Linked DNA regions of Mus musculus: region 2 is linked to region 1. A link is a contact called in public Micro-C data. All regions are on one chromosome and are shown on one strand. The core of a region is the stretch at or near the end of the contact, and the rest is flanking DNA. Distances in the headings are between cores, read along the strand shown.

Region 1 (3,832 bases), core at 419-2,918:
CAGAACTGAGGAACTGAGTTAATGGGTTGTTTGCAGAGCCTCCAGGTGTCTGCCCAAGCATAGGTCATAAACAGGTATTGACCAATTGTCCCACCCAAAGACGATTATTTCCTTGGTTGCTGATCTTACAGGGCATAGCTTTAGTGGTATGTTTGGGGGCCCCTAAATGTGACTCCCCAACTCAGTAAGGATGTAATCATGGTTTCTGTAATGTGATCCCAGTTGGCCACACTCAGGAGAAGTTGGTTTTCCTGGCTTATCCCTCTGTAGTGCTAGCGAGGGCTCTTAGGCACTTTCAGACTGAGAATAGAAGAGAGAGCCCTTCCATCCCACCACCAGTGCAGATGGTTTTCTGCTTCTAGCCGATGCTGTGTGCTTCCCCTTCTCTGATGTTTTTTTTTTTTTTCCTTCTCTCCTATCTTCCTGGCAGTGAATGCTTTACAGCTCATTCCTTCACCAAGTGCCTGCTTTGTGATGTTCCTGCTGTTGGACATAGGATGAGGAGTACCCAGGTGCCAGATATACACCCAACTGTTTGCCACATGCCTCTGCCTGCTGTCCCCTTCCCATGTGGAATACTGGGTCTCCTTTGACGGGAGCCCTGGTCAGTTGTCTGTCTTTTGTTTTTTTGTTTTTGCTTTTTTTTTTAAATGAACTTTCTCCCAAAACAGTTTTCCCCCCTTTGCTCTTAACCTGAAGCTGTGAAACCTTATACCAACTCTTTATACTTCTATTAGTAATCAACATGGGAATCCTTCAAGATACTCATTTCCAGGGTATTGCATGCCACTGCTCCTGCAAACCAAGCAGCTGGAGTCACTATCCCCTTCCCACCACTTCCAGTTTAGTCACTTTTTTTTTTTTTTGATAAGCCTGTCCCTCTTTTTTAGTGTTGTACTTTCTAACCCATTGGAGCAACAGTCTGATGACACAGGTGTTATGGAGTCTGTGGGAAGAGAGGATGGATTCCGCTAACGGAAACCAGAGTAGTCATCAAGGTGTGCTTTCTGTACTTCCGGGGACAAATGGGGTAGCCTAACTCACTTCTGACTGCTCTCATTAGTACCATCCTCCCAATATGGCAGCAAGGAAGATACCTCTAGACCAGGGTCTCTGTGGCTGATCTCCCTCAGTCCTTACTTGTTCATTTACTGTTCTTTGAATCAAAGAGGCCGACAGAATCAAGTTTTGGCTTGTCTTTTCAGAAAGGGATTGGAGTTAATGTTCCAATTTTCTGAATCTGTTTTAAAAGAAAGTGAGACTAGGTCAGGCTTTCTGCTGATAAAGTATGTTATGCCTCAGGAAGGAGCTAATCGCTGGAAACACCAGGTCTTGCAGGGAAAACATAGGCTTACTCCTGCGTGGTCTACCTTGTCTGGCTGGAGAAACTTCTGAGTTTGCGATGCAGATTCTGGTACCAGAGAGAGTCCTGGAGGACTGGGTCTGAAAACTGTTACTGGTGTGAGTACAGAGCACAGTTGGTAGCAGGAGCAAGTAGCTCGGGGTCAGAGGCCATCAACTAGCTGAGCAGGGATGCAGTTCCCGGGGCGGCCACGGAGCTGCGCGGCTCAGAGAGCGCTCGCGAGGCGGGGGCGCGCTGTCACGTGTGGGGGTGCGCGGCGGCGGCGGGCGCGCGCAGCGCTTTAAAGGCGCGGAGGCGGCTGGAGCGGCAGCTCGGCCCCGGCGGACGGCGGGACACGGCGGCTGCTCCGGCGACATGTGCGGCCGGCGGGGAGGCATCTGGCTGGCTCTGGCCGCGGCGCTGCTGCACGGTAACCTCAGCGCGGCTTCGGCCCTACTCCCCGCGGCGGGCTCCGGGGAGCAGACTCCGGCGGGCAGGCGGGCGGGCGGGTGGTCCCGGGTTGCGGCTGGGCGGCGGGGCTGAGATGCTCTGGGGCGGGGTGGCGGCCCCGTGCTGAGGCCCGCTGGGCGCTCTGCTTCCTAAGTGTCCCTGCAAGGCGAGTTCCAGAGGAGGCTGTACAAGGAGCTGGTCAAGAACTACAACCCGCTGGAGAGGCCGGTGGCCAACGACTCGCAGCCGCTCACCGTGTACTTCTCCCTGAGCCTCCTGCAGATCATGGATGTGGTGAGTCTGGCGGGGCGCTCGGGCCACACACCCTCCTGTCCCGGACCAGGTTGCGCTTCGGGCAGGACCCCCAGCCACCTGTGCATGGGTACTTGGGTCGCATCTTTCTTTTAGCTAGAAACTCCCGGCCAAAGTGTCCTAAGCTGGGAGTCAGTAGCAGGAACAGGCTTCCTTGGTCACTTTCAGACTCCCTTAGAAAGAAAACTAGTGCAGCTCTGCGCCCGGAGCCCGGAATAGTTTAGATACTTACAAGCTTTTCTTCCTCTTTAGTGACTGCGTAGTGCCTTGGTGGGGGCCTGGCTTTTCGGCTGCCAATCTGTTTGGGGAGAAGGCCAACTGTAGGTGTCTAGAAGCGTTCCCATTAGGGGGATGGTCATTGGTTTTATTTTGTGGAGACGACAGTTGTGGGCGATCCTTTTTGGAGAATTCCAGGCAGCTAGTAGCAGTCCTCTGGACCCCTTGCAGCAAGCCACACCCCTGCAGTATCTGTGACAGCTTGGTTTTTTTCTTCTGCCAGCTGGGCTACTTTTTACGATTTTTTATAGGTGGAGTCTTCCAAATGATGCCAATACTTAGAAAGTGTTCCAGTGTCTGTTCTCTAGGTGGGTAAGGCTGGAGCAAAGGGATTTTTGTGTTCATCAGGAGAAACTACTGTGAGCAAAGAGGTACCAAAAGAACTTTGGTAAAGTGGCATGGCAGGTGGTACTTCCCACTCCTGCCCTCACTCCTAGGCTGTTCCTTTTAATCTAGTTAGTTCTCATGATGAATGGCTTCTCACTTCATACTATACCCGTTAAATCTGCATCTCTTCCCATGACAGAATCCTACTTTATTAAGTGTGCACTGCACAGTGTGTGTGTGTGTGTGTGTGTGTGTGTGTGTGTGTGTGTGTGTGTGATTTATCATGAGAGATGTAGAAGACAGCTGCTGCCTCGTGGACGATTGTTTTCTAAGTTTACAGAGCACAGACTACAGGGAAGGAAGAAGAAGAAGAAATCTTGTTGGTTTGGAGTCTGAGTGACAGACAGTGAGGAGGAGATTCTGCCATGGAGCAGAACATAGTTCAGAGAGAAGTGGAGGAGGGAGGCAGTGAGGGGGAGGAGGTGCAAAGGCTCCTGGGCATTTGGGTAGGGTAGACCTACAGGACAGTTCAGTTAAGTGGTGGAGACATTGTCCTTATTGCTTCTGGTTGACTTTGGGAAGTATCATAAACATCTTGAGGTTTGGCTTCCCTGCTAACAGAATGGTGGACACCTACATACTTCACTGGGCACCATGATCCATGAGGAGCAAGGAAAAAAAAGAGATAATGTCAAGATTCCTCAAAGTCAACTACATCATTATAGTTATTTTCCTGCAAAAAGTATACAAGGAAGGGTAAAGTAGCTAAGCTAACATGTTCCATAAAAACCACAAAGTAAGATGACTTCTCTGTCCCTACTTGCCCAGGGTCTACTTTGGCAAGCTGGCCTTATTGTATGCTTCATAGCAGCCTCTGGCTGGGTAGTAAGCTTTATGGTATAGGGGCTAGTCAGCTGTAGAGCTTGTGCAAAGAAATAGAGCAGGCCTGGCAAGCTTATTGAAAAGGAAAAGCCTCTTTAGAATTCAGGTTAATATGTCAATAAGGCTTGCTGACCTGTAGAAGTTAAGTTGTAAGCTAGGATTAATGATGTGGAAAAACTTAGTTATGTTATACAACTATTTAAAAAAATTAAAGACAACAAACTATAAAACTTTAAGTTATTG
Region 2 (3,832 bases), core at 976-3,475, 1.9 Mb before region 1:
TGAGACTCAAGTTGGTACCCTGAGACCACAGGTGCTTTAGACCATAGCTAAGCTATGGGAAATGTGTCCCCAGACACATCTTTGAACAGTGAACCCTTTAGCACAGGCTTTCTTCTTTAAATGAATTTGAATCTTCACAAAGTAGAGTTTTAGATGTATGGGGTCTTCCCTTACCACCTTAAGGACATCTCTCCAAGTATCCTAATTCAGTGCAGGAGGATTCTCTTCAGTCATTGTCTCTTTCATAATTACAGTAGCTTTCTTACAACTGGTCTGAATGCTTTACTGTCTTAAACCTTCGTCTTCCAAACAAACTAGTTCCATATTTTTCAGCTCAACATTATTCAAGGTCTTGAGACATGGCAGATTGCAGCCAGTTTCTTTGACAGAATGTATCATGGAACCTAGTTCCAAATAGAATTCTTGTTCGCCTCTGGAACCACTCCCACCCTTCCCTGTCACCCTCTCTTGCCATGCTGATAGCAATATCTTCTGGATTACAGTGTGGTCAGAAAGCTCCTTTCCAATCGCCGGGGCGGCAGGTGTAGCAGTATTTTCTATCCCACTGAACCCAGATGCAACTGACTTTGGAGCAATTATCTGTGTGCTGACAAAGTCCCCCGGAGACCAAAAAGCGCCCCCCCCCCCGGGGGGCCTGCCTGCTTTTACTTGTCTCAGACCTTCTCCCTGCCAAACAGTGGACTTTTAAACATAATTTTGACTAGTATACAATGTGGATAAGCTAAGTAATTTGCTCATTTGTAATGCCGATTATCTCTCTTTTGATGTCTTAGAGGCAAGGCTTCTGTCTGGTTTTTGTTTGCTGAGGTACTTACCTCTAAGAGCCTTAAATGGGTGGCTTCTGCTTAGACCCCCTAGTCTGAGCCGGTTTTCAGAAGAATGCCTGAATGGGCGAGGGAGGTGAGGGCAGTCGAGTATCACGCTTTGATATTGTTTCAAGCACTGACAAAAATGCTTCCTGAGAACTTCTAGATAGAAAATACCTCCAGGAAATTGGAATTTGTACTAGGGCGCTCTAAACACCTGGCCAGAGGCTTATTTCATTTTATAAAGAACTGGGAGAGACGACAGCAGTTGGCCACGGGCCAATATTTGGAGGTCATCCACTTTATCCTGGGATTCCCACCCTCTCTCTCTTCATCCCTTGGCCATCCAGTTAAATTGGAAAATAAATCCCATCCCTGGTAAGGTGTTGGCTGATAAAGGCTGAGCTATTGCCCCTTCAAGGGGAATTTGCATTTTAATAGGGGCTCGTCAAGCCCCAAAGGAATCAATATCTCTAACGCTGAAATTTCAAGCACCAGCAATTGAGATATTTTCGGGAGGACACTGTTCGGTATTTCCAATCCAATGGGGCGGGGGTTGAGGGGGAGGAGGCAGACAGGGATGGAGGACTCCATAAGTCCTGCCAAGAGGTCATGGAAGAATGACCTTTGAATTTCATCTTTTGCAACTTTCCTTTTCGGCCAGTCCTTCATACTTCCGACCCTGCAGACTCCATTCAACACTGATAGGCTTAAAGTTGTCCCATCAACAGGACCACAAAAGGCATTGGGACAACCGAATTTCCAGGTTTCCTTGCAATTTCAAGGAAGCCAATCATTAAATCTGGGGGCAAGAGGGAGTATAGGCTGTTTAATACAACCTCCATTTACATTTGCTCTTGTATACTGTTTTAAAGGCTAAACTTGGGACTTGTTTTATAAAACGCCCCGCAAAGGAGAAGTGGATAGAAGGCAGCTGCTTGCCCCAGGGGTGTCCTAGGTGGCTTCTAGGGTGATTCTGCACGAAGGCGGCTAGGCTTATTAACTGGAGGTCGCCACGCCTGGGGCTCAGCGCAGGAAATCGACATCCAAGCCCTTTCAGAGCCTCAGGTCCCACAACCCCGCTCCCACGCCTTGGCCAAAGGGTCCTCTCGGAGTCCTCTGTCCTTGCCGGTGTCCAGGCTCCGTCCGTCCTCTCCCCAGTATCCGACTCGGCCCAGGAGGAGGCACCAACGCGGAGGACACACCCGCGACCTCTCCTGCTCCCTGCCTTGTCCCCCCCTTCGGCTTCGGTTCCCTCCCGGGCCCCGGCGCACAGCGGCTAGGCTCGCTCCCGAAGCCCGCGGCGGCTCGCGCCCGGCACGGCGGCTCGCGCCCGCGCTCGGCCAGGGGAGCGCGCGGACGGGCGGGCGAGCGGGAGAGGGCGCAGCGCGGCCGGCGGGCCCTGCGCAGCGGCGGTGGCATGGGCGCGGGCACCGGTGCGGGCTGCGGGCGCCCGGCTCTCCGCCCGGCCCGAGCCGCTCGCGTCGGCCGCGCGCCGCAGCCTCTGCTGCTGCCCGCGGGGAGGCGGTCCCCGCAGCCAGCGCAACTTGCCCCGGCGCCTCGGTGAGAGGAGCGCAGCGCGGAGAGAGCTTGCGGGACGAGATGCCTCCGGCCGGCGGCCCCCGCACACCGCGTCCGCACGCGCTGCCCCGCAGCCTGTCCCGCCTGCGCGAGTGCCCGGGCCGTTCCCGCATCGTGCTGGCTCTCGGGGCCACGCAGATGGCGCTCGGATGCCTCATCGTGGCCGTGAGCTTCGCGGCGCTGGCTCTCACCACCTCCGCCCGCGTGCGCCACTCCTGCCCTTTCTGGGCCGGCTTCTCGGTGAGTGTCTGCGGCGGCGGCGCGGGCTGGGACCCGGAGCTGCAGTGGCGGGGGACGCGGCCGGCGCCGAGTGGGGGAGCGGACGCCCGGGTCTGGCAGCTGCGGCTCGGCTAGCAGTTTCCAAGTCCGGGCCGGGGAACTCCGGGGACCGCCGCGCGTCGCGCTGCCGCTCCAAAGCGTTGCGCCCGGAGTTACTTTTCTGAGGGGAAAACAGCCAGGCGCCCTCCCTTCGCCACCTGGTGGGTAGCAGTCGGTGGCTGGTGCCTGCCTGGGACAACTGCCCGGATCCCCACTCGCCGCCGATGACCGACCCGGGCAGCGGGCGACTGTGACCAAGGCGGCACGGGGGCGCCCGAGCCCGGTGCAGTACCCGCTGTGCACGGCTCCCTTCGCTGCGGTTCTCGCCGGGGGCGCGCAGGGCTGTGGGTCAGTCTGGAGAGGACCGACTGGTCCCCGCTCTGGCACCTCCCGGACGCAGGGACATCTTGTTTCCCCTTAAGCCCAGGACGGTCTGGCTGGACCTGCTGGAGATCCGGAGTCAGGAGCGTGCTATTTAAAATCCAGATTGATTTTCGGGTTCTTGACCCTCAAATGTTTCCTCCAGCAAACATTTATTAAAGAAGCCATTGGTTCGAGATGATTTTCTTTTCTTTTCTTTTCTTTTCTTTTCTTTTCTTTCTTTCTTTCTTTCTTTCTTTCTTTCTTTCTTTTTTTTTTTTTTTTGGTATTTTGTATTGTTTTGGTGAAAGTTGCTTATATTCTGTATTAATAAAGCATGGACATATGGGAATAGGGATAAATGTGGCACGGGTATTTATAACGATGGGCACTTGTTTCGAGAACTCTTGACATCTGTAACTACATTTGGTCAGTGGTGCACAAATACATTACAGTGAACCTTCTGCGTTTAAATTCCGCTTACGAAGACCCAAAACAAGCCTTGGCAATCAATGCTCGTCGTTTGTTCTTAACTTTTGTAATTAAAAAAAAAAAAAAAAAGTCCAGTCCTGCATGGCTTTTATTTATTTATTTAGTTTGGAATGGCCTTTGTTCTGGCAAGTTCCTTGTCTGGTTTAAAATGAGATCTTAGCCAAACTACCCTGGAAACAAGGATCGATACAGGTGTGGCTGTTCATCCAAATGGGGGTATTAATTTTCAAAGCTTATTTCAGACAGGGGTGGGG

What was found. A called contact is a pair of places that touch in the nucleus more often than the background predicts.
Region 2: a contact with region 1 is called in a Micro-C map of embryonic stem cells, with 5 times the contacts expected there. The contact joins the promoter of Fam189a1 here to the promoter of Chrna7 in region 1. A contact is called at or near these places in 1 of 39 promoter capture datasets (pre-B cells) and 1 of 484 Hi-C or Micro-C datasets (embryonic stem cells).

Annotation. Positions count from the first base shown.
Region 1 is chr7:63,210,362-63,214,193 of GRCm38.p6, reverse strand. Chrna7 (cholinergic receptor, nicotinic, alpha polypeptide 7) reads left to right here and starts at 1,668. Exons shown (of 10, transcript NM_007390.3): 1 at 1,668-1,772; 2 at 1,947-2,086. The coding sequence starts at 1,718.
Region 2 is chr7:65,154,921-65,158,752 of GRCm38.p6, reverse strand. Fam189a1 (family with sequence similarity 189, member A1) reads left to right here and starts at 2,225. Exons shown (of 10, transcript NM_183087.4): 1 at 2,225-2,648. The coding sequence starts at 2,430.